6 separate regions of the Mus musculus genome follow, and all the other regions are linked to region 4. The links are chromatin contacts, called in public Hi-C, HiChIP or PLAC-seq and promoter capture Hi-C maps. All regions are on one chromosome and are shown on one strand. The core of a region is the stretch at or near the end of the contact, and the rest is flanking DNA. Distances in the headings are between cores, read along the strand shown. Region 1 has its middle 270 kb from the start of Csnka2ip. Region 2 has its middle 250 kb from the start of Csnka2ip. Region 3 has its middle 330 kb from the start of Csnka2ip. Region 4 holds the start of Epha3 (Eph receptor A3). Region 5 has its middle 300 kb from the start of Epha3. Region 6 has its middle 260 kb from the start of Epha3.

Evidence for each region. Promoter capture Hi-C pulls out the DNA fragments that hold promoters and counts their contacts. Hi-C and Micro-C count contacts between places; a contact is called where the count stands out from the background. HiChIP or PLAC-seq counts read pairs in DNA pulled down with a chosen protein or histone mark.
Region 1: a contact with region 4 is called in a promoter capture Hi-C map of hippocampal neurons, with 6 times the contacts expected there. The contact joins the enhancer-like site here to the promoter of Epha3 in region 4. A contact is called at or near these places in 8 of 39 promoter capture datasets (3T3-L1-derived adipocytes, cranial neural crest, embryonic stem cells and 4 more), 2 of 484 Hi-C or Micro-C datasets (both in cortical neurons), 7 of 115 datasets of contacts at active chromatin or transcription factors (astrocytes, embryonic basal ganglia, embryonic forebrain and 4 more) and 1 of 9 other capture datasets (adipose tissue).
Region 2: an H3K4me3 HiChIP or PLAC-seq map of neural tube shows a contact between it and region 4, with 4 times the contacts expected there. The contact joins the enhancer-like site here to the promoter of Epha3 in region 4. A contact is called at or near these places in 7 of 39 promoter capture datasets (embryonic stem cells, hippocampal neurons, liver and 2 more), 4 of 115 datasets of contacts at active chromatin or transcription factors (embryonic basal ganglia, embryonic forebrain, embryonic hindbrain and 1 more) and 1 of 9 other capture datasets (adipose tissue).
Region 3: an H3K4me3 HiChIP or PLAC-seq map of embryonic basal ganglia shows a contact between it and region 4, with 4 times the contacts expected there. The contact joins the enhancer-like site here to the promoter of Epha3 in region 4. A contact is called at or near these places in 8 of 39 promoter capture datasets (the 3T3-L1 cell line, cranial neural crest, embryonic stem cells and 4 more), 3 of 484 Hi-C or Micro-C datasets (adipose-derived mesenchymal stem cells, cerebellar granule neurons and cortical neurons) and 4 of 115 datasets of contacts at active chromatin or transcription factors (astrocytes, embryonic basal ganglia, embryonic forebrain and 1 more).
Region 5: a contact with region 4 is called in a Hi-C map of cortical neurons, with 4 times the contacts expected there. The contact joins the enhancer-like site here to the promoter of Epha3 in region 4. A contact is called at or near these places in 5 of 39 promoter capture datasets (the 3T3-L1 cell line, cranial neural crest, frontonasal cranial neural crest and 1 more), 5 of 484 Hi-C or Micro-C datasets (cerebellar granule neurons, cerebellum, cortical neurons and 1 more) and 3 of 115 datasets of contacts at active chromatin or transcription factors (craniofacial prominence, embryonic forebrain and forebrain).
Region 6: a contact with region 4 is called in a promoter capture Hi-C map of second pharyngeal arch cranial neural crest, with 3 times the contacts expected there. The contact joins the enhancer-like site here to the promoter of Epha3 in region 4. A contact is called at or near these places in 5 of 39 promoter capture datasets (3T3-L1-derived adipocytes, cranial neural crest, embryonic stem cells and 2 more), 1 of 115 datasets of contacts at active chromatin or transcription factors (forebrain) and 1 of 9 other capture datasets (adipose tissue).

What each region holds. Positions count from the first base shown.
Region 1 is chr16:64,329,590-64,334,044 of GRCm38.p6, forward strand. No RefSeq gene overlaps it. Among named protein-coding and RNA genes, the nearest start is that of Csnka2ip, 270 kb to the right of the region's middle. Within about 2 kb of position 3,187, at least 20 of the 459 cell types and tissues checked have an H3K27ac peak or open chromatin away from gene starts, as enhancers often do. A contact at or near this core is called in cortical neurons, hippocampal neurons, neural tube and 1 more, where this site is marked.
Region 2 is chr16:64,352,933-64,357,211 of GRCm38.p6, forward strand. No RefSeq gene overlaps it. Among named protein-coding and RNA genes, the nearest start is that of Csnka2ip, 250 kb to the right of the region's middle. Within about 2 kb of position 1,744, at least 3 of the 459 cell types and tissues checked have an H3K27ac peak or open chromatin away from gene starts, as enhancers often do. A contact at or near this core is called in neural tube, where this site is marked.
Region 3 is chr16:64,273,650-64,278,399 of GRCm38.p6, forward strand. No RefSeq gene overlaps it. Among named protein-coding and RNA genes, the nearest start is that of Csnka2ip, 330 kb to the right of the region's middle. Within about 2 kb of position 1,977, at least 14 of the 459 cell types and tissues checked have an H3K27ac peak or open chromatin away from gene starts, as enhancers often do. A contact at or near this core is called in embryonic basal ganglia, where this site is marked.
Region 4 is chr16:63,862,124-63,867,109 of GRCm38.p6, forward strand. It overlaps Epha3 (Eph receptor A3), which reads right to left and starts at 2,052. Exons shown (of 17, transcript NM_010140.4): 1 at 1,837-2,052. The coding sequence starts at 1,924.
Region 5 is chr16:64,164,162-64,169,135 of GRCm38.p6, forward strand. No RefSeq gene overlaps it. Among named protein-coding and RNA genes, the nearest start is that of Epha3, 300 kb to the left of the region's middle. Within about 2 kb of position 3,155, at least 8 of the 459 cell types and tissues checked have an H3K27ac peak or open chromatin away from gene starts, as enhancers often do. A contact at or near this core is called in cortical neurons, where this site is marked.
Region 6 is chr16:64,126,545-64,131,360 of GRCm38.p6, forward strand. No RefSeq gene overlaps it. Among named protein-coding and RNA genes, the nearest start is that of Epha3, 260 kb to the left of the region's middle. Within about 2 kb of position 2,912, at least 8 of the 459 cell types and tissues checked have an H3K27ac peak or open chromatin away from gene starts, as enhancers often do. A contact at or near this core is called in second pharyngeal arch cranial neural crest, where this site is marked.

The DNA of each region.
Region 1 (4,455 bases), core at 1,937-4,436, 470 kb after region 4:
TGCGCTAGCCCACTATTTGCAGTTCTTCCTCTGACACCTAGCTGGGTGAATTTTTCTCTTGGTCCTTGAGGCTCATTTACATAGTTTGTTGTGCTGTAAAACTTGACACTAATGTCCCTGCCAGCAAAGCACATCTTTGTCTCTGGAGTTTTCACAGTGCCTTTCTTGTCTAATTGCCCTGTGAAAGAGAAGCACCAAGATCGCAGGAACAGCTAATCTCTCCTAAGTGCCGGAGCAGGAGAGGGCTTACAGAATGAACAGCGATCCAATATGGGAAGCAGATGGCTGCTCTATGTTGTGGCTCCTACCAAGGACACCCTTCATTGAGGACCTGCCAGACAGGCACTGATGGCTCTATTATCACATTCTTTCTGTGAGTTATCTGGCTTTTCACATCGGACTAAACGGTAGACAGCTTACATGCTCATATTTTGCGCTATTAGCCATGAGCTTCTCTAAAAAGAAGTCTTCAATGGCTTGACTATCTATGGCATCATCAGTACTTCCTTAAAAGTTCAGTTTTATTGGGTTCATAACATAACAGAGCACTTGCACAGGGGGCGCTTCCACTCTGTGAAGGTGCTGTTGTTTTGAAAATATCTTCAACTTTTAGAATTGGAAAGTCAAAAAAGTCACAAGGCATAATTATATGTTTTACAAGAGAATATTTTTAATATTTAAAAAATGTTAAATATATTATAGCGTAAGCTTTATAAGGTATAGAAATATGTAGTTAAAATGTCAGGGCTTATGTTGTTTTTCACAATTTATACACAGGAGTTCAGAGTGTGATATATTGGTATCCCAACAGCCTGAAGCAAATACATCTTTGTATTTTCATTGATTAAGATGTGGAAGGAATAGAGCCCTTGAGCAAGCTTAAAAGAAGTACATGTGTTGTAGGCTAATAGATTAGCACCCAAGAGCCAAAGACATGCAGCAAGAGCTTGGATAAGATTAGCCTTGAATAATGGATTCTGCAACTCTAGGATTTATCTTTATAAAAAAGAGATTTGGTATTTCCGGTAAAAGCATTTTAGCTTATTAGATTCGTAGGACCATTTGTTTTTACTTTTATTATAATTCATAAGATTTGTCTGGCTATGTAATTGACTTGTGAGACTTTATAGGAAAAAAAAATAGAGATCTTGAGAATGAAATACATTTTTTTTAAATACTGGAGTTTACAGAGTTCTGTCTTTACAACAGTTTCAGTGATTAGAGTTTACAACGTGATATTTAGAATAGGTAGACATACATTCTACTTCTTTCCTACCTGTAAGAAAGTCAATAATTGTTGTTCCTCCTACAGGGTTGCAGACCCCTTCAGCTCCTTGGGTACTTTCTCTAGCTCCTCCATTGGGGGCCCAGTGTTCCATCCAATAGCTGACTGTGAGCATCCACTTCTGTGTTTGCCAGGCACTGGCATAGCCTCACGAGAGACAGCTATATCAGGCTCCTGTCAGAAAAATCTTGCCAGTATATGCAATAGTGTCTGGGATTAGTGCCTGTTTATGGGATAGATCCCCAGGTGGGGCAGTCTCTGGATGGTCCTTCCTTCTGTCTCAGCTCCAAATTTTGTCTCTGTAACTCCTTCCATGGGTATTTTGTTTCCCATTCTAAGGAGGAAAAAAGTATCCACACTTTGGTCTTCCTTATTCCTGAGTTTCTTCTGTTTTGCAGATTGTATCTTGGGTATTCTAAGTTTATGGGCTAATATCCACTTATCAGGGAGTGCATATCATGTGAGTTCTTTTGTGATTGGGTTACCTCACTCAGGATGATATCCTCCAGATCTATCCATTTGCCTAAGAATTTCATAAATTCATTGTTTTTAATCGCTGAGTAGTACTCCATTGTGTAAATGTACCACATTTTCTGCATCCATTCCTCTGTTGAGGGATATCTGGGTTCTTTCCAGCTTCTGGCTATTATAAATAAGGCTGTTATGAACATAGTGGAGTGTGTGCCCTTATTACAAATTGGAAAATCTTCTGGGTATATTCCCAGGAGAGGTATTGCTGTGTCCTCAAATTCATCTGAAGTAACAAAAAACCTAGGATAGCAAAAACTATTCTCAACAATAAAAGAACTTCTGGTGGAATCACTACTCCTGACTTTAAACTGTACTATGTCCAATTTTCTGTGAAACCAGCCTACAGCTAGTGTCTCTAGCTGCATATGTAGCAGAGGATGGCCTAGTGGGCCATCATTGGGAGGAGAGGCCCTTGGTCTTGCGAAGATTATATGCTCCAGTACAGAAGAATGCCAGGGCCAGGAAGCTGAAGTGTGGGTTGGGGAGCAGGGTGGGGCAGGGGGAGGGTATAGGGGACTTTCGGGATAGCATTTGCAATGTAAATGAAGAAAATATCTAATAAAAAAGACTGTGAAAACACAAACACATAATAAAAAACACAAACAACTCAGGAATGAAAATGTAATGTATCAAAGAAATAGCATCATTTAATGATAAACTTAAATTAAATTCAAAATAAAAACTCAGGCAGTCAAACAAACAAAAAGAAAAGAAAAGGAAAGAAAGGAAAGGAAAGGAAAGGAAAGGAAAGGAAAGGAAAGGAAAGGAAAGGAAAGGAAAGGAAAGGAAAGGAAAGGAAAGGAAAGTCAATAATTAAAAGAAGTGTTGTGTTTAGGAGACATGCATGTCTATTATTCATCCTTGGAATCCTAAAGTCTGCCCATAATAGAAATTAAAAAAATAAATAAGAAATGAGCCTATTTTATTCAGGTCAACATTTGCATAGCATCCTGCTTTTCGCCCTCACAACCACAGAACCTCCAATCGGTCATCGGTTTGCTAATTGTTCACCACAACCTTGACTTTAATCATCCAATCCATCAACAGGCTTGCTCACACTTCTTTTCTTCATCTTGTCAGTAAGTGGCATCCTTGGTAATAAAACAACAAATCTATTGATAGCTTTCTTCCATGGAGTGGAAGGCCTTCTACGTTAGCACTGTCGTGGAAAGCAGTCTATTCTATTACAACTGACCTTCTCTTGTTGATTACCACACAAATCATAGTCCTTTGCCCCCTCCCCACCTATTAGAGTATTTCTCCTACAGCCTTTCAATTGCCTGACTGCAGTTGGTAATTGGATTCATGTTTGAAGCACAGCACTGTGGGGAAAAGCCTGGAATAATTCAAACGGAACACCCTGGCCTAAGGCTGAGACCATATGTTACTCTCGGATTTGTGTCAGTGACGCTTATTGCTTTAGCAACAAGGAGAGCTATTCAAATGTCATAAAATTTTGCTTTAGTTTAGAAGCTAATTTATTTAGAACTGTCAATATAACCTAATGTACAAAAAAATATGATTCTGAAGGGATAGAGACTCTGTTAACATGTCTAAAGAGAAAGGAAACAGTGGGTAAGTTGTAGTCTCTCCTCCTCTGAGTATCACTCTTTGCTGCAAGTAGTTTGAATTGTATAATGTAAAAATTAGAGGCTGCCAAAAACCCAACTGTCTGGCAGCTATATTTTTTTCAGTACTAACTACAACATAAGAGCCTGTAAGAATTCTTCTTTTATATTTCATAAATTGATGAGCCCTTTCTATTCTATTTTAATAAAAGCAAACAAGTCCTTAATAAATTTAATTAGTGGCAGGGTAGTGCACATCTGTGCAGATATTCACATGAATGTGACTAAATACTCCTTTGCCTCATGATAGGTTGATAGGGTTGTAGCATCCTGCCAACCCAACTGGCTTGCCTCCTGTCTCATGTTCTGTAATTTGGGTCTCGGGAGATATTTTACAATTTCTAAAATGCTAGAGACAGAAAGCTATTCTCTGGAGAAAAATTAGGTTAGATTTTTTTTTATCACTAGATCATCATGTCATGCCCATAGGCCATGGCTTCATTTTTAATGTAAACTCTTGTGAGATGCTGGAATTCATATGAATGACTCCGGCAAGAGCTGGCTAAGCATTGGGTTATCTAAGCACTGACCCCACAACACCCTTGCATAAAATAGCCGTGAATAATCTTATTGATTTAGTTTTGCTTTCAAAGCAGAGAAGTGATGTGATATAAGTAAGAGTTTGATTTTTTTTCAAAAGAGTGAAATATGGACTGTTATCTCTGAAGGCATAATCATGGATCACTTGATTATCTCCTTTGTAGGTAGAGAGAAGAAAATTGGTCATTTTTACTTATATATAGCATTGAAATTATTTTGTGTGTATATCTAAATGTGGCTAAAGCTAATTGTAACAAGGCAAATATTTCAAAGAAATGACTAATCAAGTACATATATCTCCCTATTTCTACCACATATGCCCAACCACCCCTTCCCTCAATATGTGTAATTTTATAATGTGCTCAAAAACCCATCACTACCTGTTTCCTGCTTCATTCTTGAAAAAAAAAATAGAACAGCATCAATCTAAGTAGCAAATTGTTCACTTTTTTGTTTATATTTATCTGGCTC
Region 2 (4,279 bases), core at 494-2,993, 490 kb after region 4:
GAATTAACTCAATATGTCAGCATGTTAACTTTCAGCGTGTCATTTGTAGCTATTAAAACTATGATATTCCCTTTTATATTACACAGTTTCCAGTGCATATTTTATACCAACAGCGCATGTTCAGACTGGTTATTTGTAGTGTTCAATAGCACTTGTAGCTAGTCACCACTATATTCAGTTGCACTGCTCCTAGCCAAGTTGATTCACAGGGATAATCCATTCCTGAAAGTGTGGAAGACCTCATGTGTAAACCAACTGGATCTTGTGAATTGACTTCTAACGTCTTCACATTTTCAAAGACCTATACTGATAACTTACTTTCACCACATATAACAACATTTGAAATTTCATCAGTGTAAACTTTTATAGATAGAAAGATCACCACAGCTGTTTTGTGAAAAGTATCCGGAAATTAGTATCAACTGTTCTCTGGGAGGAAATGGAGAGTTTGGCACAGTGTAATAAAGAATTCCTCAAACAGATGGGGAGGAGGCTTCGAAGAGTATAATTCGAGCCAATGATATGGCTCAATGGGTAAGGGTGCTTTCCAGCAAGCCTGAGCCATAATTTTATCCCCAGGACCCACAAAGCAAAGAAAACTCACTTTTCCAAAGTTGTTTTCTGACTTGCAGATCTATGCCATGGAGGGCATGCCTTTACATATATATGCGTGTAGGGGAATGGCAGGCTGCCTCTATGTAAATGCTAGGCTTCCTGCAGCTGCAAAGCATCTCCTATAGGAGGACCTAATTGAGGAGTGCCTGAGAGACCAAGGATTGCTGGTGCCATCAATGCTAGCTAATCAGGAACTGCTGTTTAGAAGAGATGCTTTCTTGGAACCAATGGGGCATGGGTGGAAGGTATTAAAGGAGCTTGCAGCAGTGTTCAGATGAGCTACTTGCTGCATTTCTCACATGCTCCTGACATCTGTGTGTCACCTCCAACTCCTAAGTGCAGGTAGGGTGGGACACAGTAGTCCAGGGCACAGGCAACATATGTGCATGTGTGCATGCATGCTCACACACACACACATACACACACTCTCACAAGTTAATATATTAGGAAAAAATAGAGGCTTAAGAGATGGCTTATAGGTTAAAAGTACTTGTAGAGTACTGGGATTCTGCCTCCAGAGCCTGCATGGTGGCTTACAACCATCTAATTCCAGGTCCAGTTCTAGGGAACCTATCTCACTCTTCTGACCTCTTTAGTCATCAAATCGCCTTGCAGGGCACACACACCCATACAATCAAAACACTCATGTATGTTAAATAAAACAAATCTTTTTTAAAAAAAACAAGGAGTGTGGGGGATAATAGAATACTTGTGATTTTTCCTGAAAGAGGAAAAGAAAATGCCTGCACCACAAGGGATCAAGCAGCGAGGAAGAAAATTAACTAAATGTTAATGCATATGAAGAGGCCACCCATTACACTGAATGCTAATTTTTTAAAAAATAGTAATATTTTTAAATGGACATGGACAATGTAGGAGCCATGAGGAATAGCATCAGCGAGCTCAGCACCACTCTCACACAGCGTCAGTTTTGGGAATGTAGGTATTCTTTTCATGGTGCTTCTCAAAACCCCAAATGTATCCCCACGTGGTTCCAGTTCATTAGAGAGAAGTACTCCCCAGCTAAGTTGGTAAAAATCTGGCCGGATTCCTATCTGTCTAAACCTAGCCACACCCCTAATTTCAGAGCCAACAAGCCGGGCTGAGATGGAAGTTAAGTCGAACTCCCATTATTTATTGCCTTAGGTCAAATGTTAGAACCTGGAGCCGATGAGAGAAACTGTCCCAGTCCTGGTGAAATGTGGACTGCAGCATTTCTTCAAAGAAAATCTTGGGAGCAGATGGGAGATTGGTAGAAAGCAGGGTCACTCTCGGACACTCTCTAGAGCTACAAATATCCTTATCTTCTAGAACATAGTATTTTGCACTTGTAGTCTCCATTTCTCTTGTCAGAAATTACTAAATTGTAAACTTATTATGTAGTCATGACATACACAGTGACATATTTTAATACAATATTTCAGAAGAAGTGATAGGACTTTGCCTTTTGTCTGTCTCCCTTTCCTTTCACTTGTTTGCTATACTTCATTAGCCTGCTGCCTGAGACTGTAGGCTGAATCAGGGGAGAATGTGAGGATTTATACAGCTGTGCTGAGCCGGCGAGCAGTCATGTAGTCATTCTCCCATGCTTGCTGTGTCACCCCACACTTCTCAGGTGTGGCCCTGATGTCTCCTGTGGCCCTCTCTGTCCTGTGTCAGACAACAGCCTTTTGAGAACCTGGCTTCAGGCCACATGAGGTATCTTCACGTGGATTGCAACTTTTTTTTTTTATGACACATGGTTTCTATTTTCTTCCTTGTTCTCTTTTCTTTGATAATAACTGTATAGGATGCTGTAACCAGAAACCAATAAATGTTACTTTAAAAACATTTAAGCACATCCTAGAAACATGCTCAGGAATCCAGTATTGCTGCCTTCACAGAGGATGGAGATCCTGCCTTTGTAAGATGGCCAGGAGCCTGGTTATAAGACATTGCTTCTCGGGGTTTCGTTTCAGGAAACAGAATATAACAGATTTGGGCACATTTTTCGTATCTTTTGTGTCTGGTAGATACTCGTCTAACTTTTTCTCATGGCCCCTTGACCAAATGTACTGATATTCAGTGGACCTAAGGATTTGGTGTGGCATCCAGCTTTTCACTCTCTTCAATTCTCATACATCTTATTTTGTTCTGTTTTGCATACTGCTTGTGTTTCTGATTTGAAAAAGAAAGCACTTTACCATTAACAGCTGGAACTAACTCTCTAATACATATAACCTGTTCACCCCTTCAGTATGGTTGCCCATCAACTGATCAATAGATGATAAAAATGTGGTACACTATACAATAAAACATTATTCAGCTGGTAGAAAAAAATGAAATTTGCAAGTAAATGAATAGAGCTAGAAGCAATGTTTTGAGTGAGGTAACCCAGACCCAAAAAGACAGACACTGCATATTTTCTCTTATAAGTAGATGGTAGTTTTTAAGCTTTAGCTACGTATGTTTCAAGGCATTTTAAGTCAAATAACCACAGAGGTTAGGAATCTAGTAAAGAACTGGGATAGGGATACCTTCCAAGGAAATGGGAATAGAGTATACATTTTATGAAGAGATAAAAGGGGACATTCATTTCTGGGTCTAGTCCCATAATTCTTCCTGACCTTCTCCTTGGTACCTTCTCTTTAACCCTCCAGATCCAGCCCTGGTCCTGCATCCAGTTCTCTAGCATAGCCTGGCAATCCCTGACTGCTTTGCAGCCAACCTATAGGCTTCTATCAAGGCACTCCCTGCCTGTCCCTCACGCAAAAGACACTCACATACCATATATAACCCGACTATCAAGGCTGATCCTGGACATACTATTCTAGGGTCTAGCCTGGTGAGTCTACCTGACTCAGGTGCTACATGCCTGAAGAAAACTAATTCTTTTTAGTGAGGCAGCTATTGGTTGTCAGTACCACTTCAGCTAGGGATGGGACATGGTGATCCTACCCTATCTATTACGGGACTGTCTTTCTTGATCTTTTACACGTTTTGTGCATGTAGTCTGAGATGATGTAAGTTTATGTGCCCATCAAATAATGTTCTGCCATATATCTGCTACTTGTAACTCTTAGAATCTTTCTGTTCTCTTCCCTCATGATTACTGACACTTTTGGTGAGAGAATATGTGCCAAATGTCCTCAAAATATTCCATAAAAGGAAAGAGGTGAATACTTCTAAATTCTTTTATAAAGCCATTGTCACCTTGGTTTCAAAACCAGACAAAATCCAAAGAACAAAGTAAAGAATTAAGGGCAATCTCCCAGGTGATCATAAATAAATAAAAATAAAAATAAAAAATCCTCAATGAAATCTTGTGAACTGAAATCAAGAATCTGTCAAAAATGGCACCCACTAAAATCAAGTCAGCTTCATTGTAGTGATGCAGATATGCCTCAGCATAACAAGTCAATAAGTATAATGATCACATAAATAGACTCAAGGACAGGATCCAAATGATCATTCATTAGACACAGGAAAGACATTTTGGCCAAATCTAACATCTCTCCATGATGAAATTTCTGGATAATGTAGGGGTATGGAGGCATATCTTAATACCGTAAAGACAATACACAACAAAGCCACAGCCAAGATCATGGTAAATGGATAAAAAGTTCAAACATTTCCATTAAAATCAGAAATAAGACACGAATAGCCTTTTTTTCATTACTGTTCA
Region 3 (4,750 bases), core at 727-3,226, 410 kb after region 4:
AAACTTAGCTTTTCTTCGGCTCACATGGAAATGATTTGCCTTGTTAACTTATGTTTTCCTTAGTTGGATCTAAATGGATAAGGAAGAATGTTATGACATGGGTCAATGTTCTTGCAGGATTTCCCTAAGTTACAGAACATTATACTTTTTCCTGTGTGTGTGACCACACAATATATACGCACACCACATGCATCAAATTGCAACCTCTTTGAGACACTTTTATAAGGTAAATGAAAATTCCTGCAATCCAAGATTCTCTCAGTACCCTACATTCATGTACAATTATATTTTACCCAAGATCTAAATAACAACTTATACATGGTTTTTATGAGAAATGCTCAGCTATTTTTTTAATGTGCAATAGTCTCCCTGATAAGCTGAGTTTTTCCTTTCTGGGGCTTCAGTTATCTTTGGATAATCATTACCTGAACATACTAAATGAGAACATTTATGGGTAAAGAGTTCACAGGTTATACATTTCATAGCATGCTGATGAGCAAGGTATATACTCTTGCAATGCCAGAACCATTCCTACCTGGACCTGAACCAGTCCAATGGCTATCTGGAGTTTCAAATAAATTGTTTTGAAATCCAAAACAATTATGTTCAAGTAACTTTTTTTTAACAGTGAGTCTAACAGTCAGGGGTAGAAATACTGGAAAATTGGAGACACCAAAGAGTAGTAGTGGAGTCTTTCCTGAAGTGGAAAGGCTCAATTTAGTAAGGGGGAAAAAAAAACCCCAGGTGTGCTGAGGTTGCTAGGGACAAATCATCTACCTGTAAAGTTGTGAAAACAGAAAAAGAGATTGGGCTAATTCTGCTGTCACACCTCAAGATGCAAAAGCCACTGCCATGGTGAGTGACTAGCACTTAGATAAAATTAAAAGGGTATTAAATAGGCATAACTATATATAAAGCAATCACAGTATGTAAAAAAGGTGTGTAAAAACATGTGTGTGAGTGTGTGTGTGTGCGCATGTGCGTGCATGTGTGTGTAATTCGCTACTCTGTGTTTTAGACATCGACTGGAAGTGAATAAATGTCTATCCATGATGAAGAAGAAGTTTCTATCATTAGATCTCACTCAGCATATCAAGGAGACTATTGCACATTTTAAAAAATGGCTGAATGTTTCTCATAAAAACCATGTATAAGTTGTTATTTAGATCTTGGGTAAAATATCATTGTACATGAACGTAGGGTACTGAGAGAATCTTGGATTGCAGCATTGTCTTTTGAACTCAAAGGGTGCTGGTAAAATGTGGGCCTGCCCATGGCTGCTGATACTGTATATAGCCTAAAAGAGACAAAACTCTTTATTTTTTTTTGTTTTGTTTTGTTTTTTGAGACAGAGTTTCTCTGTATAGCCCTGGCTGTACTGGAACTCACTCTGTAGACCACCAAGCTGGCCTTAAATCCAGAAATCTGCCTGTCTCTGCCTCCCAAGTGCTGGGATCAAAGATGTGTGCCACCACTGCCCAGCAGACAAAACACTCAAAAACTGCAAGATGAAGAAGGGGTGTGATCACTACAAAGCCTTTATAAGAACTGACTATGGTTTGCCATGTAGGGATGAGGGACAGGAGAAATGCTAATTTGGGGAAATAGCCAAAGAGAGAACATCAAGAATTTAAGTTTGCATAGAATGTAGTGATGTTTCTTTTATTAAAAACAAACAACAAACAAACAACAATCACGTCAACTTTACTTCTAAATTTTATGTCTCAACCTGAGCAATTGTCTCAAAACATCAGAAAATCTGTGTGGATTACCTGACCATTAAATAATCACAGGCTTTGACCAGCTAAGAATGCCAGATTTTCACAAAGTGATGATTAATCCCAATAATTTCGAAGTTGGGGAATGTAGACTTTCACATGACACTGGACACCGTGTCACAGCCCAGGCAATGCTTTGGCTTATTCTGACAAAGCTTTTTCCAGCACTTACTATGCATGATGTGCCACACCGAGAAGGGCAGAGAACTGAATCATGAATAAAACATGTTCTGGGCGTTAATGAGGCTTGAGAAGTAAGAGGAAGAGATAGAAAGCAGCCGCTGTGATGAAATGTGTTGCTCACTAATTTCATAAGATTTTAGGGACTGTGTACAGTTAAAACACTCAGTTTAGTTAGAAAGAGAGTGCAAAAATCCAATATTCATTTTTGAGATAAAATTACTAGAACAGAATTTTGAGAGATGAATAGAAATTAGCAAGTTGAAAGAAATACGTTTGGATTTTATTTCTTCCTTTAGTCTTGAAGATTGATTACCCTTCTTCAAAAAAAACAAAACAAAACAAAAAACAAAACAATAAGCTACAACAAAGCACTGAGGTATATGGGGAAATGCAAACATAAACATGATGTAGACATTTGCCTTACCTGTAGTCAGTCATTTGTATGTACTTACTGTGTAAACAGGCATTCCAACACAACCCTGAGCTGACCCTCTCCTATTTGCTAAGCACTGTTCTTCAACAAAATATCAAATCATAAGAACACAATCCAGAGACCTTAGTCAATATTTTTTGCCTCTTGTTTTTAAATGCCAAAAGTCTTTCAAGCACAGGGGAATACAAAAGGCCCTTTCATATGTCTCCTTTTGACAAGGGCTTTTCTCTCACGTCAGTGCCCCATTCAAAAAATTGTATAATATTGATTACAGAGCTCATATATGATCCTTAGAATTGCTTTATTCTATTGAAAAGCCATCTTTTAGTTTGTATGGTTTGAGCACTGCAGGAGCCTGCATAGATGCAATTACCCATGCATTGTTACAGAATGAGCGCTGCAAGGGAGAAAATAACTACGGAAGACAACTGAACCAGATGGATATTTGAAAATAAAACATTTAAGATATATTGTACATTTTTGTGGTTAAAAACTGTTTACTAGGGGAAAAAATTTAAAAGAAAAATAAATAAATAAATAAACCTTTACAATTCTTTTAGCCTAAGGTGTTTTTGTTGATGGTGGTATTGTTTTCAGTGCTCATTTGCATTTCTTTAGTTACTTTCAAAAGAAGGGGCCAACAAATATTTTCCTGTTGCCTTAGTGGTTAGAGAAAAATACTTTATCATTTCCTAGGGCAATGCCAGATGACAGGGTAGAGTCAATTCCCAGGAGTCTCTGAGAAAATTACCAGTTACAGAAAAATAGTAAATGCCACATTTGAGACACTATGACCTCCCAAATCTAAAATTAGAACTTAAATTGGGCGTGACCTTCCAGGATATCTTACTATCTGGAACAAATGAGGAGAGAGAAAGTCAAGCAATTCCCAGGTGGAGAAGACCAGAGCAAGGGTTCATTCCCTGAGAGGCAAGGAAAATGGACCTATAGGAATCCAGCAAGGGCCAAAAGGACAATGAGCTTACCTCAAGATTCCAAGAGCATACACCACATCTTCCCTCTACCACTTACCATCTCATTGCGTATGACCTCACTGGTCACAAGTACACATTTGTTAATACTTCTTTGTACTGCACTGAGTTTATGGAGACTCTTTCTAGGTGTGGGGCCCTAATGCTGTTGAAATTGTTTCAATATTACTTGAAAGAACACTTATGCAAGTGTTAAAGTAAATGCCTGGATTCTGGGTCAGTTTTCCACTCTTTTCTAGGACTTAGTTACCACACCTAATCTCTCAGAGACAACATCTCTTCACTGTAAGGTAAAAAAAAAAAAAAAAAACGGTTTCACACTCAGAGAGCAGAGAAATTGCATACGAAATATGTGCTTCATAGGAAGCTTATAATAATAGCAGTGCTTATGAATAATCATGTCATTATGGTCAACACCCCAGAGAGCCCTGCAGAATTTTACATCTTAAAAGTCAGAGTTATTGGAAGAAATTTTATTAAGAATAGAAATATGTACCTCCAGTATAGTTTGTCAGGCATGAGGTAATCTCCAGGACAGATAAACTGGCACCCACCCCAAGTCAGACAGAAGGTAGAATGGACAACAGATATTGGAAGTAGACATGTTAGTAACACCCTATGATCAAACTGTGGGTCATCTCAAACACTGCAAGCAACAAAGATGCCTGGGTAGTGTTCTGTGCTAAGTAGGTAAGATCTAAGATGCCACTCCATGTCTTCCCTCTAGTAAACTTTTCAACTTGAGGAATATTTTGGTCTGTGTGCATGGGGGGTGGGGGGAGGCTGCGATTTCCGAAGAATAATACCCCAGACTCAAATCATATGCAGCAGCAAAGAACATTTATTCTTCAGAGAACCTGCATGCAAAAGCCCACTATACCTCAGACTGAAAGACAGAGATATTGACTTTGCACAATCAATTTCAAGACTGTTAGGGTAGGAGTGGGTGACTTCTATCTTTCTTTCCCTTGTTTGGTTGGCTCTATCTCTAGGGGTATGGGTGACTATGGGGTTGGTTAATGTTCTGTAGAATTTTGAGGACTTTGACTCAAGCTAGGTGGTAGGGAAGTTTCTACGAATCCTGACTGGCTGCCAGTAAAGTTGGTGCAGGCTAGGTGGGACAGCTTCCTGGTTAGCTGCCCATGAGGAGCAGTTTTCCTGGAATTGAATAGTTTTGGACTTTTCCAGTTCTGGGAAACAGAAACTTAGACCTGGTGTCCCCAACTGCCAGTTTTCACCCTGTCATGGAGTCAGCCTGGCTCTGGTTAACTCTGTCCTTTCAATGTAGCATTTGTCTTTCTTGGTCTGGGTTACCTTACTCAATATACTCTTCTCAATGTTGATTCATTTATTTGAAAATTACC
Region 4 (4,986 bases), core at 802-3,301:
ATTTAATTATACTTATTACATTAAATTAATAGGCATTGCTTTTATATGAGTATGAATAAAACTAAGGTCATTATTATTATTATTTGCAATTTAAAGTGAGGTTAAGTTGACCATAAACGTAAGTTCATCTCTATCCTACACATCACTAATTCAGTGAGATCATTGTCTGGGTAGTCCGTACACATTCTATTTGGAAAAAGACAACTCAGCAAAAATAAATAAATAAATAAAAGTGCCAGTTATATTATTTTCTAGTTATTGTTAGTATTTTAATATATTGAGAAAAATATTTTAAAAGAATTTAACATACTGCTGTGTTACTCATGCGCAGATGACCACTCAGGATGACCTTTCTTTCAAGAATGGCTGATGATTATTTTTAAGTGAACATTTTAATTTGTATTACTAAATAAGTGATTTGTGGAAAAAATCAGTTTTCCCATCTTCATGATGAAAAGAAAAACAAACAAACAAACAAACAAAAAACCACTACTTCTCTACTGAAAAGCAAACAAAAAATAATAAAACCAGTCAGACTGATAAAGGCAGCCAAGGCACTAAGGAAAGAAAATTAAACTGTCCCATTAGCGTGAAAGTGGGTCACCAAACATGGGAAGCGGTCTTTGTGCTAATGGGTTTACATACATTTTTCTTTCACATGGGCATAAGCATAATGTCTACAACATTGGCTCTACAAAACGTTTTTAAGTGAGTGTTGTACAGCTACTGTGCTCCCTGCACTTCAGCTGTCCTCTATTGTTAACTTGCTCGATACAATTCTCAATGTTCAAAATCATTAAGAGGAAATTAAAGTTGTAAGTGTTGCTGCAAGGCAATCAATTATTCAGAGAAGTTGTCTTAAGAGTTTGTATTCACAAATCATTAAAACTAGATAATGAAAAGTCTGAAAAAAATATCATGAGTCTGCTCAGTATCCACGAAAACAAATATTCTCAATATTAGGTTTACACTTTGATCCATTGAGAATGCAAGGATGCCCGTTACACTGACAATAATTAATCCAGCATCAAGGAAATGCCGTTAGCTTTCCATGAGTGTTCTTTCTAATTTGCTAGTCTGTTATTTACTGTATCTACCCAGGAGCTAATTATCAATCAATCATTAAATGCATCCTTCTATGTGTATGAAAGGCCTTTTTACAAAAGAACCCAACTTAAGCTCACTGTATATCCCTTGAACCATCACTGCTGTTAATAATGTGGCATGCATATGCTACCCATGAGAACCTGTATCGCTGAGCACAGCATCGCCCGGCGGGATCCACAGCACTTCAATAAGGCGGTTGTAACATAAACACATGCACACACGCGCGCACTCAAACACCTCGGGTCCAACGAGCCCCCTTCTCTCCAGTCCATTCATAAGTGCCAAAGGGTGTAAGCAGGAGCAACCTGTCATTATCTTTAAAACACACCGCGGGGATCTCAAGAGAGGCTAGCCTTTTCTTTGAAACTTCTCAAAGAACCACATGGTCATAATTAGAAAATAAAATACTGCCTTGGCTATTTGGCAATTAACAGTCTGGGTTGTTAAAAAAAGAAAAAAAGAAAAAAAGAAACCGAAGGTTTTCTTTCTTTCTGGTTCAAATTGGTAAATGTGGTAATCACTTGAATCGCTCGCTATCAGATTAAAAACAGATTTATTATTATTTTTAAAGGTTTCTACAATCCCAAGACATCCCCCAAAAGTGTTTTGGGATTGCTACTGGGCAAACAATCTTTTCGCTGCCACTGCTTTCTGGGCATCTCAGGGAACAGCGCCGTCCGGGGGCTGTGGGCTCCGCTCCGGCGGGAGCGGCGCGGTTACCTGGCTTACCTTCGTTGGAAGGCTGTGGGCTCAGTTCTCCGGAGCAGCTGAGGACGCAGCAGCCGAGCAGGACGAGGATGGAGAGGTGACAATCCATGTTGCTGGTGCACCGGGCAGTGAGAGGAGCATATCTCCGCGAAGCATACCACTGATGTGAGGGGGAGCGCTCTGATTGCTGGAGAAGTTACCATGCTCCGCTCGCAGTCTGATGTCAAGTTTGACACTGGAGATAAGGAGGAGTCTGGCTGCCTTTCTGCGAACCCCGCTCGGGGACTTCTCTGGGTCCTAGTGCCGTCGCCAGCGGGCGCTGAAGAAGAGCAGGGCAGCCCCATGGCTGGCAGCCAGCTCCGTTCCACGGAGCTGCGGAAGAACGCAGAGGGGTGGAGGTCGAGAGTGTTGCTGGTGGGGTAGGAAAGCCAGAAGATGTGCTGGGACAGCGACAGCGACGGAGAGTCTTGGGAGCCATTCCGTTTTCACGGGAAGGCAGCTATTTGTTTGCTATACTTGATCAGTTGCCTATTTCTGAAAGATCCCTATTAGAGGTACTGTGAGTTGAAACTAATGTTCAAAAAAGTAGTATTGTTTTTAAAAGTGGAAGACGTTCATTCAATTATTGTAGAACGACAAAGACCATTGCAATTAATCCGTTTACTGTGTTCTGTGTGTTCACAGTCCTCTTAGTGATTCAACAAGATAAAAGTAGACTGCTCAGTCTACCACATGGTATTGGGGCTGTTAAAGGCATTTGATACAGCAATCTCAGCTGAAACAGAGAGGTCACAGTCAGGTTCTGAACACTGGCAAATAGCCGTTGCCCTCCCAGGACAGGAACAATCCTAGCCAAAGCCATAGCTTCAGACTACCACTCATTCCATCGGATGGTTGCTGGATTTGCAATATAAATCGAAAGTCCTGAACAAGGAATGCTCCTGCCTACAACTAGCTAGCACTAGAACTTTCCTGTTTTGTGAGACTCGGAGATTAACTCATAGCTCCCTGTTCTGCCTTCCAGCTGCCACTAATCTGGGACTATTTGAAGGCTGCTCTTTTAACGCTGAAAAATCCAGTATTTCCTAGAGAACAATGTCCTTGGACTTGCTAAATTACTTTGCATGATGGTTACAAACGGTCTCATGCTGAACAACCTCACTGCAACCTACTTCAGCCATGTAATTTATCCAATTTCTACTTTAAGATCTCTTTTGAATTATCTTTGAAATAGGTCCCAGAAAATGATTCCTCACCAACCCTCTCAACCACCCATCCATCTCAGCCTATCCTGAAAAGGAGCAAGATGACTTCCTTACACGGCTTCAAAACGGAAAATTAGGTTGACAACGTTAACGCCAGTGATCAGTGTTAGAGCCCTGAGAAGGGAGACGGAGTAGGTTTTTAAGGGTCCTGATAATAAGATGTGTATTTCACAAGCACTCCACTTTCTATGACCCTGGAATTTAGGCTAATGGCTTCTGATACTCTTTGTTGACTGTTTGGTAAAGATGGGTTGGGTTGAAGAAGCCAGATGGAAGAGACTGATTCTGTTCACACTTCCTCGAGAGACTTGTCTCCCTAACTCCTTCTCACATTAGGCCACCAGAGGCTGTAGAGCCCACCAGTGCTAAATCTGACTCCATTGAAAATAAGGTTTGTTGACCAGAAAATGGAGAGAGTGGGGATTGCCTCATAATGTTTGCAGTTCCACAACAGTTACATTGCTTCATAGCTGGATATGATTTTTTTTTTTTACTGAGAGTTTGAAAGAAATGACATTTATTTCAGATTGCAATTTAAAAGCATTTGGAAAGGTCATGATGGTATGCTGGTCTTTATGAACGTATTACTTCCTTTCCTCTCACTATCCCATTATTTCTCTTTCACATCTAACATCTAACAACCACCTGGGATGGTGAAAAGGTTGTTCATGTTTGAACAATGTTACAAGTATGCAGAAATGGAGTTTAAAGCAATGCCTGAGCTAGGCACACTATGTAAGCTATCTAGGATGTCTCAGTTGTAGACTCCTTAATCCAAAAAGACAGCAGAAAAAGAGAGGTCCCAAAGCTGAGAGTGTAGCCCAGTTGGTAGAGTGCTTGCATGAGGACCTGAGTTCTACACCCAGTATTACATAGGCAGGGTGTGTAACACAGCGTTTGGAGGATGGAGGAAGAAAAACTTCTCATTACACACTGAATTATATGACATCCTGGGCTACATGAAATCCTGCCTCTAAAATAAAAAGAAGGAATGAATAAGTAAAAGGAAGGAAAGAAAGAAAAAGAAAGGAAGAAGGGAAGGAGGGACGGAAGAGGGGGGGAAGGAAGGAAGGAAGGAAGGAAGGAAGGAAGGAAGGAAGGAAGAAAAAAGAAGTTGCAAAGATTTATAATCTCAGGATTATTTTAGATAGATGTGAAAAGAAATTCAGGTCAACAGACAGACTAGCAAGTAAGATTGGAAGTACAGACATGATTGCAATGGATTCTTGTCCTCCCCAAAAAGTGGTGTTGAAATATAAGGAGAGGTAAACATTTAACAGTTCAAGAGTTCAGAAGACACTGTTAGTAGACAGAAGGAGCATAAACAAAATTAGAGTGATGTCCAATAGAGGGGAAATACTTTTAAAACCCCAACATGCATGCAACACAGTGTATTTTTGTCAGGAAGAGAGATAGCATCAGAGGACAGGAGGAAAGCCAGAGTTGATGGTGGCTGTTGGGGAAATATTCTCCATGGGGTAGACTGAAAATGGCATAGAATTTCCTTGCCACAAGTCAATGTGTTCGTAACCTATTCTAGGCTAAAGAGAGCAAACCCAAAAGCAGAGGAATAAATGGATTCTGTCTGAGGTTTAGGAAATTATTATCATCCCAGGATAAACCAGGGCTGTGTCACATGGTGTGGAAGGGCTGACAATCCTCATTGAAAGGGACACTGTAACCCAGACATTTTTGACTGAACCCACTGCTGAGTGAGGAAAAAGTCCAATACAGAACAGTTACATCGGAAGTCATTTATAAAGTAAAGCTGAGGACAGGTTAGGACTAGGAGCTAACCGAAAGAATGAGGACCTAGATGGGGAAGAAACTACATTTTGTTTTTTCAAGAATAGCAGAGTTAGCCACCCAACTTAGCAGTTAGAGGAACATTCCTGAAAGAGATAGC
Region 5 (4,974 bases), core at 1,905-4,404, 300 kb after region 4:
ACACTATTTAGGGCTTTGAGAATCTTCACTTTTCTGGCCAACTACTTTCTTGCAATGTATTCTAAGCTGTTCTGTTCCACTCCTTTACATAATTTGCTGGAAATTTTACCATCTCCATGAGTTGCTTGGTTTCTTTTTATCTTCTGGATTTTGTTTGGTTGTTTGTTTTATTGAATAAGAAGCCAAAAATCTGTAATGCATGCCCTGGCTCGGGCCCCAACCATGGCTACAAAGTTGTCTAGTACAATTACGGCAAACTCTTAATACTCTGGGTATTAATTGCTATGACCAAACTCCTTACAAAAATACAAAGGAATATTTTTACTTTGGCTCCTAGTTCAGAGGATCTTTAGTCAACAATGCCAGCAAGTTAACAACCAGGGAGAATACCAGCATACTCAGCTGGATATCTCCTGCCTGTTTAGTCATTGTAGAATGCAGCACATGGATGTGAGAGTCTAAATTCAGGAGAGAGTCTCAATTCATCCTTCTGGAAGCATTCCCTCACATATACTTATTAATTCCTTGGCAGTTCTTAATCCAGTGAAGCTGACATTGATAATCATCACATGATGGCATTAAAGTCATACTCCTTAACTGAAATCTAAAACATTTTAATTAATCATTGATCATTCCCTACTTCCCCAAGCATCTACAGTAACAAGATAATGGGTACTTTAATGCTGGCTGGGAGTATAAATTGCATATTAAATATTCTCACCAAAATAAAATTTAACAAAACAAGTATGCAACTTAGAAAAGTGGCTCTTATATATAAGGATATACACTTTTCTTTAGTCCTTGCAGTGCACTGTAGAATATAGCCATACGTTGTTCTCTGATACATTGTTTTTATCTGTTCTAGGATCCTTCTTTTCTGGGTCATGCTGTAACTAATAGCTCAGTAGCAAATGACACATAGCATGGATTTGAAAAGTAATTAATTTCTCGTTGCTGCTGGAATTTCATAACAACACCTAAAATACCCACAGTCTTCTGTGGGATTAGCTATGGTTGCTAGTCATGTCCTGTCGTCTTATGCAACAAGTTCTGAGGACTACACCTATGGGCAGGCCACCTTTTAACATCCAGTAGCAAGCAGATACATGAGAAAGATGCTCTGAAATTTTATGATGAAATCTCAATCCTAGGACATTAGATTCAAATATTGATGCATTTAAATAATTAAAATATGAAAACTATTATTATTACAAATAAGTCTAATCACTGAAGCAATTTTAAAAGATAGGAAAAGAAAATCTGTTTTTACTTTTTTGGGATGAAGTGTTTGTGCAACCTACTGTAATTGTATCTGCAACTGAATGATATATACACTGAAATTAATAATTAATCATATCATAAAATATTCTAAATTTTCTACCAGAAAGAATGAATGTCTACCGAGGATATGATATAATGACAAAATTAACTACTAGAGACTATTTATTTAAATATCTGCATAAAATATCTATGCATACCATATATTAACACATTAATAAAGAATCTGTTCCTAAATATATAATGTCTAAGATTATTCAAGATATTTTCTAAACTGTACAGAGATGAAGCATACACAACCAAAGGTCTGACGCTTGCCTTTACTACAGCATTGTTGACACCTAAATTTAATAGTAAAGGTGACTTGGTAGCAGGGACATTTAGTTTGCTATCACAGTTATAGACTCTAGTATTTAATATGCTAAATATCTAAAGGATCTGACTTGCATAGAAATGGAATGAGTGCAAGAGCAGGAGAAAAAGCATAGAAGATGAGCATAGAATGACTGTATCTACAGACCATTATGTGTTACAATAATCTCTCTTTTAAAACAAATCAATCAACTCCCTTTTATGGTCCATCAAATTTTAAGTCACAATGGGGCAAGTGAACACCTGCTTACTTATGCTTTTGGTCACAGATACAGAATTTCACTGGATTGAGACAGGAATAAAATAAAATCGATATCCTCCTTTAAATCCAACTGGGACTTTCAGCTTTGTCACAAAACAAGCATAACGTTTGGCAAAGATTGGAGTCTTCCAGTGAAGACAGGTCCAAGTTGGCATGGAATCACCTTGACAGCCTCCCAGAGCAGCAAGCCCTGTAAGCTTTGATAGGTTCCTTTGGCTAAATTTAACTTTCCTTCCCTACAATGAATGAGTTGTTCCTGGAGAGAATAGTCTCAGGCTTGACTGGGGGGTGGGGTGGATCTATCAGATTATGAGTTATAAAGGATACTCAGGTAGGCCAACAGCACCTTTCAAGGAAGAAATATATGCTATAAGTGATATAAAATATTCCTGAAAACATGAAAGAAGCCATTGACTCTGCTTCATTCTCTCCCAGTGCCTTGTTCTTTCCATTTTCCTTGGTGCCGTTGAGCCTAAGACAGGTGTAGGACGGACAGAAACCAATGTTTTCTTTCAACATCATCATATCCTGTATCGAAGGCTAGTCTCAATGTTAGATTTTTAACCTTAGAAAAGGCTCCTTTTTTGCAATTTCTATATCTTCATGAAGCAAACTGCAAATGTGATAAAATAGTTGAATTGTTGGCAAACAGTGACAGAAACAGTCTGAGTCATACTCACAGCTTGAACTTTGAAGTCAAGGATGTTCTTATCTTTAGGGTCACGACTTGCCTGGGGGCGTAGGGGCGTATCTTTTCCCACGTCATTCAAAACATGTTGGCAAAACCTTGATGAGACGCTGTGGCATACATGTGGTTATTTTCAGAACGGCTTCGGCTCACTGTAGACTGAGCCAAGCTGTCAAGCAGCATCAGAAAGTTACTTAAAGGAAAGAGTATTTCAGTAAATTAAATATCAATGGAAAGGGGCTGTTAATCTCCCTCCGCCTCTGGTCAGGCATTCACTTAATTTCAGCTTTATTTACTTAAATTCTCAGCCCCTTCTTCTTTATTAGATACCAGAAACAAAGAAGCTGATTACTCTGCCAGAATTCTGCACCACATAGTGTAAATTGCTCCTTTTTTTCTTGCTTTTTTCTTTCTTTTTTTTCTGGACAAGCTTGGTTCATTATGTGTTCCCAGCCTTAATATCTTTAAACAGTCTTTACAGATGGATCCTTTCCCAGGCTGCATTCCTCTATCTGTGCAGTATAAAAACACTACCCTGCTAGTTGAAAGCTCTGGAATTCTAAAGCAAAAAGTCTTTGAGCTTTAGGAGCTGGGATCTTTCATTTCAGTCTTGGGAATGCATTATTCAGAGAATGGAGGAAGCATGTGTTCTTAGCTGTTCATTTGACAGTTCAAGGAATTAACCACCTCCAGAAAGTAAGGAAATTGTATTCAAACTCACACTGCTAATCAGTAAGTGACTTCATATTAGGAATTAGGGCTCCTCATATTACGATGAACATAATATGCAAAAGTTCCCAAGCTGTTCTTGTTCTTTTCCTCTCTTTCACATAAAGAGATAGAAGAGTACCCTAAATTTTCCCCCCTCTGAGGCCATATGCAAAATTCTCTGCTAAGAAAGAAACTGCTAAGGGATGAGACATTTGTAGTCATATGGTTTTCACGTCTTTCACATGGTAATTGGGACATTCAACTTACATTTTACACTTTCACAAGAAAAAGAAATATAAAGAAAGAAGATTCAAAAGAAAAAAAGAAGGAAAAATGAAACCATTGTTTTGTATTATTAAAATTTATTCATCACGAAAGTCACAATTGAAAATTTGTAAATTGTGAAAAATTAAGTTTGTTTAAAGGGTAGAAAGTGCATTCTATCATACCTTTTCATTATATAAAATATATTTCCAAAAGATGAACATTTCATTTTAAGTATAAAATACTGTAACAATTGTGCTTATTAAATTCACTTTTTGTTTTCTGGCAGAGAGTGCATCAAATATAATTTTACATGCACTGATACTTTTCTTCATTTGCTTTAAAATATTTCTTTATTGTTTTCCTTTTATTGAAATAGCTTGTTTTTCACACAGTATATTCTGATTATAGTTTCCCCTTCCTCAGTTCCTCTATGATTCTCCCTATTTCTCCTTACATCCAAAATGACACTCTTTCCTTCTCTCATTAGAAAACAAACAAGCACATAAAGAATAAAATAAAACAAAACATAGCAAGTAAGAATAAAACAAAAGAAACAAACAGAAGAACAAGAGCCAGAAAAAGAAACCACCGGAAAAATCTCTTTTTATTATTTTTGAAAATATTGTACATAAGTACAATTCCTATTCATTATATCCAACCCTTCCACTTACAATTTCTTGTTCTTGTTCCCACCCCACTTCTCAAATTAACATCCTTTTTCTATATGTATTCTTCTTACATTAACTATTCTTATCTTCTATGCCAGGGCAATTGGGGCAAACAAATCCATCTAGAATTTGCATATTTAAAAATTTTTAATTTTTATTAATTGTTTGAATATTAGGCAAAAGTTAAAAATATTCCTTTTCTGAAATACTTGGTACCAGAGTGGTCTACAATACAGATTTATTTTATTAGAATATGTGAATCTAGCTAAAAAGATATCTTGATGATGATGGTTTGGATCTAAGTTCAAACATGAAATCCATCTGTACCTTGAACCTCTAACCTTAAGGTAATGCTGTGCAATAGCTCTGCTCACAAGCATTTTAATCGCAAACATTCATATGAAGTCTGGTACAGAATTTTTACAGTAATGTCATATCAGTGTGTCCAGAAGATTCAGGTTTCAGACTTTGGAATTAGAGGTGTGTATCCTTTACCATTAGTCATGCAATAATTGCCTTCTTTCCTACATAATCCATATCATGGACAATGTGAAAAGCTTGAGTTTCGGAGCCAAAGAACCAAAACCTAAAAGGTTTCATACAGTGCAAATAAGCAAACTGGATGCAACTACACTGTGGACACAGAAAGTCAGTTGTGTAGATTGGCAAATACTGTGCAGATCATTGTGTTACAGTTCAGTTGCAAGATTTCAAACACTGGGCCCCAC
Region 6 (4,816 bases), core at 1,662-4,161, 270 kb after region 4:
CACATTTTTTTTTTTGACAAAGAAATCAGAAATACTCTACGGAAATAGCAACTTCAACAGATGGTACTGGTCAAACCAGATGACTACATATACAAGAATGCAAATAAATCCATTCTTCTCATCCTGCACAAATGCCAGCTCCAAATGGATCAAAGACCTCAACATAAAACCAGATATACTAAATCTGATAAAAGACATAGTGATTAATAGTGTTGTAGTCACTGCCACAAGAAAAGATTTTGTGAATACTGTTAGGACAGGCACTAGTTATAACATTAAATGGGACCTCATGAGACTAAAATCTTTTGTATGGTAAAGGACACTATCTTCAGAAAAAGAAGTAGACTACAGAACTGGAAAATGTTTTTAACCAATCATATATATGATAGAGGACTAATAACTAAAATATACAAATAACTCAAAAATCTAGACTTCAATAGAGTAATTAACCCAATTAAAAATGGGTTGCTTACCTAAACGAATAATTCTCAAATAAGAAAACACAGGATTGAGAACCACTTAAAGAAATGTTCAATGTTCTTAGTTCACCATGGAAATGCAAATCAAAACTACTATGAGATTTCATCTTACACAAGTCAGAATGGCTAAAATAAATAAAACAAATGACATCTCATATTGGTGAGGACGTGAAATACAGAGATCACTCATCTCATCCTTTGCTGCTGAGACTATAGACACGAAGGAAATCAGTGTAATGATTCCCCAGGAAGCTGGAAATTGATCTACATTTTTTTCTTTTTTTACTTTACATAGAGTTTGTGTGTGTGTGTGTGTGTGTGTGTGTGTGTGTGTGTGTGTGTGTGTATGTGTGTGTGTATTATAGTTTTTGGATTTGTGATTTTAGGGATTCCTGAGTGTGTGGATATATGTGCCTTTGCATCCAATGTGTTTCCTGTTGTTTATCTTTGACAGTGTCTTCAGTGTATTTTTGTCTTATCCCAGTATATCTGGTTTTGATTATTTGTTTGTTTCTTTTATTTTATTGTGATTCTCTAGATTTCTATTTCCTAACAAAAGGTGGAAATGGTATTGATTCAGATGGGAAGGGAGGTAGGAAGAATCTTTGAGGTATTGTGTGAGGGGAAAAACAATTATCAGAATATAGCTCATTAAGGAAAAAAAAAAACTCTTTTAAAAGATCTTGACTTGAACTCTTGGAGAGGGTCCATAATCATGAAACCATTGAGAAATGTAAGGATCTACTTATCAACCCAGTACTAATTTCTAAGATAAAGTAATAAGCTTAGTACACAATCGTAGTAGCCCCAGTGAATAGTGTCTTACATGTTGTGCAGCAACCTGAAGTTGGTGCAGTTAGTAAAGGCAGAACATGGGCCATTGTTCAGAGCATTTGAAGGTGGATTATTACCTAGTTGCACAGCCACAAGAACTGTACAGTGCTAGGAGTATTCATTCACTCACATAGCTGATAACATAGGCAAAATACAAGTGAAGCCTATTAGAGGACAGAACTAAAGCCCTATCTTTGGCTGGATGATTGCTGTGTTTCCTGCACCCAGAGCACAGTAGAGACAGTGTGTTGGCAGCTGAGCTGGCAGCTGATAATTTATAACTGAGTTGCTCAGCTTCTGAGGACTGGATAGCCTTTGTAAATGAGCAAAGTGTTCTCTGGATATACTGCAAGGCAGAAGCTGATAGGGTTTAAACTTAATCCTGTGCTGCAGATGCACATCTCTCTGCCTAATTAATACTGGAGTGGACAAAAGCTCTGCCTGTGAATGCTGGCCTATCTACAGGGCCTTCAGTTCTTCTGATTGCTTGAGTGCACCTATTGGAGTTGTTGTGCTGGACTATGAGACAAAACCTACAGTATCTTTCATATCCTGCTCTTAAAGGAGTGGAGACTTGTTCAACTTTGCCACCTGATGTTGAATGAGATTTGATGGTAGAGATCCTCTGTGTTGTCTGGTTTAGACGAGTTCTGCAGGCTCAGGTTGCAGTTTGGTGGTTGGAGTTGTTGAGGTACTAGGATTCAAGTGTGAGGTCTACGTTTAATCCTCCCTCCTTCCCACAAGCAGGACACATCTTACGGTTAGATTCATTAGAGCTGAAAGAGGATATCACAGGCTACTCTCCCTTTCCTCTCTTCTTCACACTCTTTTTATTTTGTTATGTCAAAAACACGCGTCTTGTCATTCCCCAGACTTTTACCGTTCAGTGACTCATAGTTTCATATACGACACTTAGGTTTATCAATATCGGCTGAGGTCTCCAGAGGATCCTATTCAGCCATCACATTGCTCCAATACGCTGAGAAGTCTAAATACATTTTCCAAGGCTCCTCTAGGATAATATATTATTAATTAAGGTAAATATCTGAATAAGTATATAAAGAAATAAATACTCGTAAGCTGTGCCAATTGTCAAGCTCTGCAGCTGGAAGGTACTCTACCTGTTATATTCGCTTTCAGAATTTAATCCTGCATCATTTACTTCTTTCTTTAGTCTTTTGTTTGGGATTTTTGTTTGTTTTTTTTTTTATTTTTTCTTCTAATAATCAGTGACATTCAATACAAACTAGAGAAAATATTCAGTCTTCTGTTTTTAATGTTTCTTTGTTTCTTTGCATTTTCTCTGGGTGCTTGTATAACAACTCCATTTTTCTTTTTTTTTTTCCTTTTTTTTTTTTTGCAAATGATAAATATATGATGACATCAGTTAATTATCCAAACCAAATTTTTTAAATCAATCCACAAGCTTGTATTCAAAGTGATCTTGTTTAGAATTCTAGATTCTGGGTGGGAAATATTTACTTCTGTGATTTCTATTTTACAACTGCAAGAGAACCCCAATTCCCACACCATCTCCTTGGAAGATAGGTAGACAACCCTTGTGCTGCAAATAACATCTGGAAATCATTGCAAGGCTATTATTAGTTAATCATTTGAAGATCCCCTGGTAGGAAAATGAGAGAACACTCTTTACTACCAAGCTAGGCATACTGTTCAATCCTATGAGAACAAGGAATGAAATTCTTAATAATGAGAAACAGGTCATTGTTTTCCTGAAAGGTTATGTAATTTAATTGTGCCTATTTATAAATAAGGGAGCAGTCTCTCTCCACTTGGCTTTTTGTCTCAACCAAACATAAATACTAATAATTAAAAGCATTTGAACCATACGTATCTATTTTTAAGTTAGTCAATGCTCAGTCAATATTGTTCTTTTGATTTTAAAGTTGAATTTAGAAAGCAGAGAAGCAATAGTAAGAAAATCAGTTGAGAATGATAAGCATAAATATAAAAACATAAACTTGATCACTTAAGCTATGAGTTCATTCGCATAAGCAAATGTATCTCTCCGTGTTCCATTTTTACTGTGTATTGATTTAATCCATGTTTCTACCTAATGAGGCACAGTGTGATTGCTGAGGCTTTGTGGTTTTGCCTGTGACTCATAAATCAAAACCATCAATCTTTTGATAATGTGTGCTCTCAATTTTTTAACACTGATGGTTTTATTAAACTTTAAAACTTACTATCAGATTTGAAGTTTCACACCCTAAGTATGCCTAAGTGAAATAACGACCACAGACACATTAAGACTCTCTGTGTCGCGGGCATTAGTATGTGTGTCCTTCCTTAGGTTTCTAGGATCATTAGAATCCATTCTTCATAACTTTAAGAAATACTACTTAATAAGTATGGGAAATTACCTCACTTAACAAAATGAACAGTACATTTTTGATACAAATGGCTGATTTTGTCAGTCAGTGATGCCCAGGACACATAAATATTTTGACATTGTGAACATTTTTTAAATGTAAGTATCAGAATGAAAAGCTACAAGATTTTCCACCTTTTAAACTGAAATATTACAGCATAATAGCTTATATTTTTATAATAGACAGTCTTTTTTTTTAACATTGCCAAGTATGGCAACAGACATTTCTAATGTGCCATCACTCATACAACAACTTGGAAAGTGGCAAATAAAGAAAGTTTGACAATCAGCCAAGTACGCATTAAACTAAATGATCAGGAGCAGACTGTTTAACATAATGATAATTCTTAAGTTGCCAGATATCATTTAGGGTGCAAATAATTATATAAAAGCTATTTCTTGTAACTAGTGTGCTTGTGTAATGTCACTGCAAGCACATTTACTGAGCAGTTGATGGGAGTGATTGCTTTGGAAGTAGCTGCTGAATGATGGTTTAGAAAGATAGCCAGGAGGAGATAGGGATTTCATTCGATGATGTCTAGAATATGCCGAGTGAAAATGCATTGCACAAGCATGGATATGCCCAGGTTGATGAGAAAGTCTTTGATGTCTTTCATCTTCCTCGAAATGAAATGTTTCCTGTCCCATTCAGTTAACTGGTTTTTGGTTAGTTGTGATCATATTTGTTTGTTCTGTTCTGTTCTGTTCTGTTCTGTTCTGTTCTGTTCTGTTCTGTTCTGTTCTGTTCTGTTCTGTTCTGTTCTGTTCTGTTCTGCTCTGCTCTGCTCTGCTCTGCTCTGCTCTGCTCTGCCCTGCCCTGCCCTGCCCTGCCCTGCCCTGCCCTGCCCTGCCCTGCCCTGCCCTGCCCTGCCCTGTCCTGTCCTGTCCTGTCCTGTCCTGTCCTGTCCTGTCCTGTTCTGTTCTGTTCTGTTGCCACTTTTATCTGGCTTTGACCTAACTTGCTTTGTTCTAACATCATTGGATAAATGATCAAAGTTTAGAACATCCTGGTTTATACCTTCTTGGGCCTTGTCTTGAATGCTTTCCTTCATACAGTGTCGCCTTATTAAAGAAGCTGTTCCTTGGGTCTCCGCAAATATTATACAAAGAA